2 separate regions of the Arachis hypogaea genome follow, and region 2 is linked to region 1. A link is a contact called in public Hi-C data. All regions are on one chromosome and are shown on one strand. The core of a region is the stretch at or near the end of the contact, and the rest is flanking DNA. Distances in the headings are between cores, read along the strand shown.

Evidence for each region. A called contact is a pair of places that touch in the nucleus more often than the background predicts.
Region 2: a Hi-C map of leaf shows a contact between it and region 1, with 4 times the contacts expected there. The contact joins the promoter of LOC112732341 here to the promoter of LOC112735963 in region 1. A contact is called at or near these places in 2 of 8 Hi-C or Micro-C datasets (leaf and an unstated tissue).

What each region holds. Positions count from the first base shown.
Region 1 is chr13:87,856,709-87,863,012 of arahy.Tifrunner.gnm2.J5K5, forward strand. LOC112735963 (transcription factor RAX1) reads left to right here and starts at 2,843. Exons shown (of 3, transcript XM_025785363.3): 1 at 2,843-3,082; 2 at 3,172-3,301; 3 at 3,383-3,895. The coding sequence starts at 2,947. The coding sequence ends at 3,845.
Region 2 is chr13:88,158,388-88,165,083 of arahy.Tifrunner.gnm2.J5K5, forward strand. LOC112732341 reads right to left here and starts at 5,008. Exons shown (of 7, transcript XM_025781034.2): 1 at 4,449-5,008; 2 at 4,314-4,375; 3 at 4,138-4,221; 4 at 3,681-3,735; 5 at 3,305-3,440; 6 at 2,891-2,941; 7 at 2,199-2,768. The coding sequence starts at 4,545. The coding sequence ends at 2,669. LOC112732340 (asparagine--tRNA ligase, cytoplasmic 1) reads left to right here. Exons shown (of 6, transcript XM_025781033.3): 2 at 1-247; 3 at 446-702; 4 at 784-913; 5 at 1,032-1,090; 6 at 1,368-1,812. The coding sequence ends at 1,551.

The sequences.
Region 1 (6,304 bases), core at 1,593-4,092:
TTATGGATGTTATTAATATGAAATAATGGATGTTATGTGTATGAATCTATGGATGTTATGAGTAAATTTATCAATTGAAGAAATTAATTTAAGAATTTGATATTTTTTTAAATTCAATTATGATAAAATTTAAAAACATCTGTGTTAACTTTATAGTTACTTATGCAATAACTAAAAAATGATATGTATATGGATGTAATATCTAATAAACATAAATTTAATTTTTAGATATTAGTTGTATGTAATTATGGATGTTATGTATATGAACGTATGAATGTTATGCGTATGAATTTAGTTAGTACAGTATAATTATAAATGCACATAAAAGCACAAAAAAAAAAAAATTAAATCAGTTTATTATCATACCTCATCAAAGCTAGTGTGTTTTTCATATTCTCGAAAATTGGTTGACTGACAACAACCTCGTCGAGTGAGTTCGTCTGTTGTTCAAATTCTTCATCAGCATCTTCTACCATAGGTACCGTATTAAAGTCGAATTCAAATGTCATACTATTTGCAATGATAAATGCGATTTCTTGTAAAATTTCTTGACTTATACACTATTGTGCTTGTAATGGTATTAGAGTTATGATTTTTGAATGATCATAATTGAATTAATGGAAGGTATATATTACAAAGAATCAAGTGCAATTAAAATGCTTTAACGGAAATAAAGAATTAATGATTTTTTCGTATTTCTATTGATTGATATTAAATGCCTTAAAGAAAATAAAGAATCAAGTGCAGTTAACTCAATTAATATATATTATCATTACCGTCCATTCTTATTATTATTATTATTAATATTTAATGTATTATTAAATATAAAAATTAAATTATAAAAAAAATATTAAGTATTAATTACAAAAATACCTAATAATAAGAGATATAATATTATAATTAATATGATTAATAAGTGAAGTTGATAAGAATATAATAAGTAGAATGATAAGAGAGTGAAATAAAAAATAAAATTATTATTAAATGATATAAATAAAATAAATTATCAAAAATTTTGATTAATTATGGCTGAAATTTGTTTGTTACCAAACTTTTTTCAATTTATAGATTAAATTCTAGTAACTTAATTGTTATAATCATTATCCTGTTCTCATGATCTGAAATATCTTAAGCTACAGGCTTTTGTTTGGTTTTCAATCCTATCCAATTTGCGATCAAAACACGTGATCGGTATTATTTGATCCATATGATTGTTCTTTTTAAAAATTTTAATTAATTACTTATTGTTTTTATCTTTAATATTTAACATTTAAGGCGTTTTATTTTTGTCCAAAATATTTTGTTATTTTTTTTCAGTCAAAAATAAAATTTTTGTCTTAAAAAAAAAAAAGACGAAAGAAGTTTGAAGCAAAAATAAAATGTTTAAATATTAAAAAAATTTAAGATTTACTTTAAACATTAAAAACTAAATCAATTTTATATTCTATTTTATAACTATTTTTGAGAATTGCATTGGACGGTTAATTGCTTTTTTTTTTTTTTTTCTGATAGAAAGGCCATAAAAGCATTATTTGAGTCCTCAATTTGAATTATTAAAGAATTCTTTGATTATATTATATCTCTATTGAGTATGATAGTTGATAAATTGAAAGAAATCAAAGCTAAATATTGGTTATGAGTAAAAGTAAGTGTGATTAGAAGGCTTGTGAAATTGGTATAATGAGAAGGGGCAGAGGAAATGGAAAGTGTACGGAGTAAGCATAAAATTAAAGTGAGTTAAACCCAAAGAAAAAGTATTGTAAGTAAGTAGCAAGCATGCCCTCGGTTGATGGAAACTGTTGGTTCTAAGCCAACAGGTTTTGGCTTTAAAAAGAAAAGATATTGTTCCAAATGAATTGAAATTATTAATGCCGCTTCAACTTCAACAACAACAGACAAGGATCATGGGGTTGTTGCACTTTGGTCTTTAGAGATAAGATGTTGATGGATTTGACTAATATACAAATACTAATACCATACAGTGCATCGCTTTAATTTAATGTAATGTAATCTAATCTAATCTAAGTCCATCCTAGATAACCTCTTGAAACTTGAAAGAGAATATTAATATACTATTATATGTCATTGACATTTTCCTAAAAGATGGAATAATCCCACCAAGATGTTCCACTTTCTTGTGTTTTGGATTGGAGTGATGCCTCCATATCGATGTCTAAGATTCACTGTAGCACAATCCATCATATTTCCACTTTCTTAAATTAATTAATTAAGAAAAGAACATAGCAAAAGGTTTTGTTTAATCAAGTTATAAGTCACATCTCCTTCCTTTTACTATTCAATGAAGTGAGGGAATTCATCATGGAAAGAAAATGAATTTGTTAGGGATTTGGATATTCTGGGGTGTTCAAAGTCCCATGTCGGATAGTATGGGATGCTTTATATTATATATAAGGAGATTAGTTCTTCTCTTTTATTGGCTAATTTTTAAGGTGTGGTTTCTCATTTTTCTTAGTCTCTCTATAGATTATAGTTTCCTGTGTCTCTTATTTTTTATTTTTTTCAAACCGTTGCTTCAGCAGTTAACTATCCTGTCTATCACATTTGTGTTGTTTGTAGATGTTTGGGGCACCCAGGTATCATGGCCTATTGGGCTGGGTATGGTAATGTGGCCCAGTTTGGATGATGAATGAATCATGGTCCATTTGATATGGTGATGAGTGCTAAGTACTATTCTATTTGTGGCTGAAGCATGTGATGTAATTGTGTGGGTGTGTTGTCTGACAAAAAAAAAAAATAATAATAAATAAATAAAAGTACTATTTGAAACCAAAACAAAAAGGGTACTATTCTTTTCTTTTTCTGTTAAATACTTACATTTGAGTGTACCTTGTGGTTGACCGGTTCTCACTTAATTGAAAAAATGGGGTCTATTTAAATAGCTTCTAGTTTGTGGTAATGCCCTAACAAAAGACAGAGAGAGTGGCAATGGGAAGAAGTCCATGCTGTGACAAAGCTAACGTGAAAAGAGGGCCATGGTCTCATGAAGAAGATGAAATACTCAAAAGCTACCTCAACAAACATGGCTCTGCTGGTAACTGGATAGCTCTTCCTCTCAAAGCAGGTTTCAGATCTCATCTCTCATCTACCTCCTTGTGTTTGTTTGTTTGTTGCCTGTCATTGTCTCTATCTATCTGACTAATGATGATCAAGGCCTTAAACGCTGCGGGAAAAGCTGTCGTCTGAGATGGCTCAACTATCTCAGGCCTCACATCAAGCATGGAGCTTTCACTGACGATGAAGACAAACTTATCTCCACCCTTTATGCTACCATTGGAAGCAGGTAGTAACAACCATCAACTACTTAACTTGAATCTTCTTCATTCATTTTATGTATTACGACGTTGTTTCTGTTTGTGTTAAGGTGGTCCCTTATAGCAGCTCAACTACCTGGAAGAACTGATAATGATGTCAAAAATCACTGGAACACTAAGCTTAGGAAGAAGTTCTTCGCAGGAGGAATAAACACTGCCAATGCCACTACTGTCCTCAACACTGCTTCTTCCAAGTTCCCAACTTTCACTCCTCAAATTGAAGCCTTTGATCATAATAACAACACCCCAACTACTTGTTTTGAGTCTGCTGTTTTGGGTTTGTACCAAACACCATTCCCAGTTCCATCAAAAATGCTGCCTTTGGAATCAGACATTTCAGCTGCTAATCCCTTGGTAATAAAAGAGAAAGATCATGTTGGTCATCAGTGGCTTGGTTATTATGCTGAAGAAGATGATGCATTCTTGCTTGATTTTGTGCAAAATGGATTTGCTTATTCTCAATATAAAAACACCCAACTAGACCCATCATCATCGTCGTCGTCATATATCTAATCAATTATATTAATGATAGTAGGATGCAATGAAATGATATTTGAGTTCAATTAAGAGTTGTAGTATCCTTTTGCATATTATTTAGTCGTGCTCTTTAATATTCATTCATTGTCACGAAAGTTACACCGATATGCGGACGTTAAAGGATCCGGAAATTAAAGGGTCACGAAAGTTTCGTTGGCTGCTCAAATATACAATTTCCAACAATGCCAGGGTCCCCCCATCTGACAATTATTAACAGCTACCGTTTGTCTCTTTCTGGGGTACCATTAATAATAGATCGAGGATGCATTATGATTATGGGACTGCTTCCTGAACCATAAAAGTTCACATATTATACAAATAAATCTCTAAGTATCAATCTATCACATCCTGTAAACAAGGGTTTAACGATCGTGTGCTAAAAGGATACGTTAAGATTATAAATTAAAAATTTTATAAATATTTAAATTTTTAATACATTTATTTTATATTTATTAAATAAAAAAATTTAAAATTTTTTATTAATAATAAATTTTAGGACACAGGCTGACTAAACTCTATAAACAAATACATTATACCATTATCTAATTAAACACGATATTTGTACAAGACGGCATGCTATTGCTGTGCGTGGACGACGCCATGGTTAGGATCATCAATAATGCATGCAGCCAAATTTTTTGTTGTCAGGGTCTCCACTGCACCGAACCGCCAAACATTATTGGTGATTGTTTCCATACCACCGTTAATTTGGTAATTGCTCTCGTATCTCAAGATTTGTAAAAAAAATTCATATTCCGTATATATAGACTAATATAGTATAGACACGATATCATTAATTCTAGTCAACTAATAATTAAATAATTTTAAAAATTAAAATTTAATATATTTTAAAAGTATATTAAATATTATTTATATATAAATACTAATATATGTGTACTATTAATTATACATGATTAATTATGATTAAATATTATATTTTATTAAAATTAATACAAAATAAAAAAATTTTCTTCTTTTTTTCGTTCTCCTGTGACTTCTAACTCTCAAAAACTAAAGACCCTCAATGCAGAGAAACACTTCACTCTCAGATCTGAATTTTTGTCGGCAGATTTTTTACTGTTGTCGTTCACCAACACCACCACATTTTTTTTGTCTTTCACTCTTTTGTCTATCTCCATCATCGTCTATCGCGTCCTTGGCCTCTATGACCCTAATTTTACCACCTCTGGATCCGCTTCTCCACCAGTGCTATCACGTCTCGCCACTATCTCTCACATCCTGAGCCTCCGTGACCCCTGTGTGTCCATCTCCTCCGACCCATCAGAGTCGTCGCGTCTCCATCACCATCTGTCATGTCCACCCGTGACCCCTATTCGCACCACCCGCGTCCAACTCCTCCAACAGCGCCGTCGCGTCTTGCCGTGGCCATTGCATCCGCCATCATTGCCGGTAGTAGTCTATTTCTCCCTCCTGAACCAGGGGTACAAAGCCAACGGTGATATTGGGTTAGGTTTTCATCTTTCAAAATATTCTCTAGACTTATTTTGGCTATTATCTGAACTTGTCTTGCATCCTCTATTCAAACCATGAATTGTATTTTGTTGACTCTCTCTTGGTAATTACCAAATTAATTATTAGCATTGCCATCACATTTAATTTATAGATTAAACTTGCTGTTGTTAATTTAATGTGTTTTCAATTACAATAGGTGACTAATGATGATAGAAAGTAGTAATGTCAATCGAGCCCAATATTTTAGGGTTGGCCCTAAACTCTTTAAAATAATTTCAGCCCACAGCCCCATAAATTATAAAAACATATTTTATAAGTCCTGGCCCTAATTAAGCCCCACAAAAAAAAAATTAAAACTGGGATGGCCCCAACTCCTCCCTGATGCGGTGCGCTTGTTTCTGCTTCAGAGCCCCAAAGGTGACTTTCTTCTTCTTCTCTCCCTCTCTTAGAGTTTTTGTTTTTCTAGTTTGCTTATTTCTGCTTGATTTCAAAATAAAAATTTTTAAATTAGTTCAAATTAGTTTGCTATTGATTCAGAAAAAAATTGGTCATTAATTCAGGGTACCCTATTCATAATGAAACCATTAAAAAAGAAAATGAATGTTTGTTGTAATTTACATTGGTTTTATTCTGAAGAAACCAATATGCTAACTGAATTTAGAATATTTAGTTTGCAAGTAGTAATGGAACCGAATATTGTTGAGCTTCCAATATTCGGTTTGTGCTTTTTTTTAATTGTAATTATGATTGCTTTAGAACCCATAATATCGTTTGTGAAAGCATCAATTTTCATTGGAGGATATCATTGTATCAGTTGGTTGATAATCTTTTAGTCTTTGATTTGGATTTATCAAAATTAAGTTTCAGTTCTTCACTATAATTTTGTACATTTTAAGGGAAAATAATATTTTATTTTGAGAATCAAAAGAGAAATACGATTCTTTGATAAGTCGAAATTATCA
Region 2 (6,696 bases), core at 3,758-6,257, 300 kb after region 1:
GGAGGAGAGATCTAAGTTGAAGCCTGGTATACCTCAAAAGGATGGAAAGGTGGATTATACTAATGATTTCTTTGCCCGCCAAGCGTTTTTGACTGTTTCGGGCCAACTTCAAGTCGAGTCCTATGCTTCTGCTCTTAGTGGCGTATATACATTTGGGCCAACGTTTCGTGCAGAGAATTCTCACACTTCCAGGCATTTGGCAGAATTTTGGATGGTAGAACCTGAAATTGCATTTGCTGAGTTGAAGGTATGTGAAACTCGGACTATCTCTCTGACCGATGGGCATATCGTCAATGGCCATTGTTTCAAGTTTTAGGAAATATGTTTCCGGGTTATTTTTTCTTCTCTGGTGTTAACTTTGTTGGATGCGCAGTTCAACTGCCCATATCCCTTCCAACTCCTCCTGGCCTTAGATATTGATTTTCTGCTGTACTTTGTCGTGTAGGATGATATGAACTGTGCCGAAGCATACGTGAAGTTTTTGTGTCAGTGGTTACTTGACAATTGTCTAGAAGATATGGAATTTATGGCTGACAAGTTTGATAAAGGTTGCATTGATCGTTTGAAAATGGTTTCTTCAACACCCTTTGTTCGAGTTACTTATACAGAAGCAGTGGAAATCCTTGAGGAGGCTGTGAAGAATGGTAAAAAGTTTGAGAATGAAGTGAAATGGGGAATCGACTTGGCATCTGAGCATGAAAGGTAGGTTTAGATTTGTATTTTCACGTTCTTCTTTTTATTGATTTGTGTTGAATGATATCATGGGGGCATGTTGTTATGCAGGTACCTAACAGAGGTAAAGTTTCAGAAGCCTGTCATTGTCTATAACTATCCAAAAGAAATCAAAGCATTCTACATGCGACTCAATGATGACTCAAAGACTGTAGCTGCTATGGATGTTCTTGTCCCAAAGGTATGGATCTGTCGATTTGATTTGGAACATTGTCTTCAGTGCGTGGATGCTGATGAGATATCAAGATGCCTAGTTTCATTGTTTGTTGGCATAATAAAAGCTTTCAAACTAAATTCAGGTTGGAGAGTTGGTTGGTGGGAGCGAAAGGGAAGAGAGATATGATGTCATTCAAGAAAGGTATGAAGAGACAAAATTTGTCGGATTTGGATCCTCTAAAGTTTGAATTCTACTTTAGAGAGTAAAGTGTGATCTCTTACCATTGATTTCATATGTGGGACCAAAAATAAATATGAAAGAGAAATTGTTTAAGGGTAGAAGATCACACTTTAATCTCTAAAGTCAAATTCAAACTTTAGAGGATCTAAATCCAAATTTGTCTGCTTACCCTGCCTGGTGATTTGTTTCCGTCCACAGAAGATACCTCACATTGTCTTTACTTATTTACATTTTGCAGAATTAAGGAGATGGGGTTACCTCTTGAGCCGTATGAATGGTACCTTGATCTGAGGCGGTATGGAACAGTTAAACACTCTGGATTTGGTCTTGGCTTTGAGAGGATGATTCTTTTCGCCACGGGCTTGGAAAATATTAGAGACGTGATTCCCTTCCCACGATATCCTGGTAGAGCAGATCTATGATCTTTATTTCCAGTTGCACTTCTCTTGCACAAGGTAGAGATGTAGTTTTGTAGCATGAATAGTGGATTTGCTGGGTTTTATATATAAATCAGATATTTATCTCCACAGTATTGTATTTCATTCATTAGAGAGCTTTGTATAAATATTTTCCTAAGCATGGCCAGGAAACGATATTCTGTTTACTTCTCACAACACAAAGATGTACTTAATTTATTCAATATGAATAAAGTCCGATTTGCATTTTGTGCAATTCGTCATTTATATGTAGTTGTATAAAGTTGAACACTGTTTTAACTTTTAAACTCATTCGCAACAAAGAAAATTGATGCTATGCTATGTTCTAATGAAAATTCAAGGGTTTTATATTTCTTGTGTATTTCCTTAATATTAAATTATGACTTGTGCTGATTAACAGCAACTTCTTCTTCCCTTAATTTTACCCGATATAACTTTGGAGAGCATAAGAATCTCAGTATCTTCTGGATACAAGCCTTGCATTGAAGCGTAGCATCAATCATAGTCTTCATTCCTGCACAACAATTAGCTTCTTCCACGATTTTTGTTCTTATTCACAAGCAAAAATCAGAGGTATTCGCTTAGCATTATGCTGCCTATCTTCAGCCAATAAAGCAAGGAACCCACTGAAATTCCCACAAAAAGTTCAATTGTTCTTTTTCAATATCCAACCTATTTTGCAAACAATTCAATACCCATGTAAGTTAACATGTCTAAAGTCTAAACTTGTCAGCCGTAATGGCAAATTCACGCAAGGTACGAACAGCTATAAAATTCTGTTGATTAACAGCAATGACACAACTTGCATAAACTTTAGAGAAATGTGATTCACTAAGTTGCTCAGTAAAACGAAAATTATTATAGCATCCAAAATTGCTACTACCACATCTCACCAAAACATCGCCACTCCACCAGATGCCACCTTAAACCATGTCACTTGCTCTCTGATCAGGTGACTGTTCCTATCTTAACTCTCCCTGCTGTTGTTGGCTGATAAGGGTATCAGCCTCAATCCATATGACTGATTGAAAATAATTCACAGGTTATCCGGTCAATCCATTCCAAAAATTGCTTCCCATATCACCAGGGCACAATGTCCACTCTAGCCTGCTTTATAGCTATACATGTACCCACGAAGCTTTCTTATCTCTTCTGATGACTCACTTAGCAAATGATCCACGTAGAGGCAGATTGTGGCTCCCCTGCAGCAGCATAGTAAGTTAGTAACCAAGCAACAAACTTACCTGTTTAGTGCTACACAAATTAAATAAGTAAAAAAGGAATAAAAGATAAAAGAAAAGAATATATTATTAACAGCGCTTACCCAAGAGGACCAAATGGCAGAAAGATAACATCCCATCGGAATTTAGGCAGCCTATAAGAAAATTAGTGTTATATATTAGAGGTGAGGGAAGCACCTGAAATAGCACATATTTGAAGGGGGATATAAACAGCAGAAAGAATAGCTGAAGATAGTATAGGAAGCAGTTATAGAATGGAAAATATTACCAGAGCAGGCATAACATCTTGATTTTCTTGAATGCTTTCTTGAATATGCATTGGTTCAAATGTACTAAAATACAAATAAGTTCCCTATGATAGTGTATACTAAAAAGTAAAAACCAACCCCATAGCTAAATTATATATTATATTCCAGTAATTTCATGCTTTTATATCTTAGTTGATTTTCAATTCCATATGGTGACCATGATTATTTGGTGGTTATCTATGAACTTACCTCAACATGTAATATAACCAGAACATTGCAGGAACAATGGCAGTAAACCACGAGTACCAGATCCATCTTCTGTGATGCACTGACTCATCAATCAATCCTTTCATGGAAAATGAGCACACTAAAACAGCCATCCAGTCTGTAAAAGCTATTCAATTAGTTTTTGACAACAGCCGCCACCACATAAATTGACAAATTAATAGCATATCATGTGTCTACTTCAATTGCAAGTTCATACTGATAACGAAGGCGATAAAAACCGAACATAGGGACTAAAGACACAATTTCTATAGAAAATGCAGAAAAAAAATAAGGAACCTAAAATAGGAAGTCTAGCTGAGGTATATGTATATAATTCTAGATAAGTAAAGGAATGAACCTGCAGAGATAATCATCCATGAGTAGATGTCCTCCATGAAATAGGCATAAGGCCTCTGTTTATCAAGAACAAAGAAAGGTTAACAGCATATTCAGTAAAACAAACAATCACAAAAATCAGAAAATGAAAACGTTATTAGCTACAATGACTTCAATGCTATATATTTGGAAAAGGAATAATAAGAGTGTACGACCACAAAGCCTTCCAACATACAAAATTCAATTGTCCTCTTGGTAAATAGGCAAACGACTTATTTTCATCCAAGGCATACAAAATACGTTATCATCAAAGACAAAAGCAAAAAAGTTTAATAGTTTCAACATGGATCAAACACATAACAAGCCTCAGAAGACTCAAAATCAGATAACAAAATAAAAGAAAAGAAAAAAACAAATAGCTATTATTCCACGCAACATTCTCACATCACATGCATGCTTGAAAGAGAGTTGCAACATACCATCTCCCATGGAGATGTAACCTGTTTGAAGATGGAATACAAAAGAAACTGCATGTAACAGAAGAGCAGAATGGCAAACACCCTCTACATAATAAAAAAGGAAAATAAAATCAGAGATGAGTTCATATAAAAAAGATTAAAATCAAATTGACTTAAAAAGAAAAAGGAGATGATACCCTCCAAAAGCGATTATTCTCAGCTTGAGTGGCCTCTAAAGAGCGAACAAACTCTTCTTGCTCTGTAAACCAAAATTGGAATCACAAAATGACCTAAACTGATAGTTGCATTGAATAAAATGGAAAAGTGGAAACCTTGAGGGCCCATGGGACGAGAGTCTTCATCGTCGTGGATGGGAAGAGAGAACTTGTCGTCTCCTGAATTGCGCCATTTCCTTGCAAGCTTCTTCATTTTCCTCTTCTTCGCCCTTCGCCCTTCGCCCGTTGCCAATTTTTTTGCACATTAACACACAGCTATTGACCCCAATTATTTTTCTTACCAAAGTATTATTTTGGTTCTAAATATTTGGATTTGGTTTCTAATATTTCAAACCTTTTAATTTTGTAACACTTTTTTTTAAATTTTTTTATATAAAATCTTAAATTCTAGCCATTAATTATCAACATTCTAAAATTAAAAAAAAATTAAATAAGTGACAATTGGTGAATTAATTTTACTTACAAATGTGTTATTTAGTAGAAAAAATATTGATAATTGATCGAGATCAGTTTAGCAACTTATAAAATTGGGAGAAGATTCTATTCAAAGGGAGTTATAAAGAATTTCAACACTTGCTTGCATATTTTTAATTTTGTAAAAGACTCGAGTTGGTATTGATAATATGATACGATTCGATTGGTAATCGATTTTGACTAGATAGTAAGGCAAATCTTTAAAATTGGGGAACATGACTTAGGAGACAGTTATCAAGTTGTATTTGCCGAGAACAGTTATTTTGAGTCATCACCAAATCGACAGGTGCCAGCACATAATTGGTGAAAGATGCTTATAAATAGAGTAGCAAATAAGGGATTGGAGGTTGAAAAATCGTTTCAGAAACACTCATATCCTCTGTGACTTTCTGAGACTTTTGGTCTTAAGTTAATTTCTGTAAGTTTTCTTCCATATTCTTATATTTCTTTATCATTTTTGCACTTTACATTAATGCAGTTTATCTTTCTCGCAAGTTCAATATTTATCTTTTATATTCTGGTTTTATTTTAAATACTTTGCAGCATTAATTATGTTTAGTAAAATTTTTCTTTACATTTTAAGTATGTATTTTCGCAAGTCAGATTGGTTTTGATTTACTAGTTCATCCTTAAAGACAGTAATATAAAAAAAAAGCTTGCTTCTTCATCGTGACAAAGAAGAGTAAATTTTGATTCCAGATTGGCTTTTAATGCATGGTAAAATTGGTATCCGCAAAGAGGATTATGTTTCGCTCCCAGAAAATAGATATTGAACCAACCTAGATGTTTTTGCAATTAAAATTTATTTGCATAGATTTGTGAAAACTCTGTAAAACAAATTGACAAGTCCAGTAAAACAGTTTTTTAAATATCAAAGTTGTATTTTCAATTTCATGCATAAAAGGATTTCAAAAGTGTATGCGATTGCAAAGTGGTAGAATTATTAATATGTTTGAAAAAGTTTCAAATAGTAATGTATAATCAAATGTACCAGTAGGTATCGCACAAACTTCTGCAAATTCATTATCACATACAGAAAGAAGTACCTAAAATTCTAGAAAATTGTTGTAGTTGTTAAAGCAAATACTAGGGGTAATGGGTGAAATCCATGCCCTAGAAGTGCGCTAATACAAAATCTATTACCAGTAACTACAAAGTGGCGCCTATTTGGCCTTCCTCTTGGCTATATGCCACCATCAGGCAGTTACGCACCTCCAGTCAGATTTGGAAATGCGCCAGTTACATTGAATAACCAACCACTCGAGATTATTCAGTTGGTTCCTTGTCCAATAGTTCAGGATCAATGACTACTTTTTGTTAGCATATGGATGTGAGTCATCATGATTTAGTTAATTTACTAACTCATCAAATGACTGCAATTCTTAACCCAATTATGACTGATAATAATACTAAGTATGATCAGTTAGCTAGGTAAGTCGATAGAATTGTTATAATTGTAAATTTGATGAATGGTATGGTCAACCTCAAAATATACGTTATAATAATGAGAAAAGTTTCCATAACAATCTTAATGACAAAAATCATCCTCACGTCGTTCGACGTGGTCAAAATGCTGATGATGTCTTGAATTGAATTCGAGCTAATCAGCGTGGTGGTTATTATCAGATGATAAGGATTGTTGAAAATACCCTCAATCGAGTAGGTATTAATGTGGTATTTATGCATCGACCTATATCGTTTTAGCTTTTCCTGAAACAATACAAATGGCTAAGGTACCTACGGGGTAAAAAAAATCCTAAAATTGTTACCAAGTTTGTTGGAGAAGTACGAGAATCAACTGTAGAGCATATTGCTCGATATTTGGCTAAACTTGGAAATCTAGCAAACAATGAAGATTTGAAAATGAAGT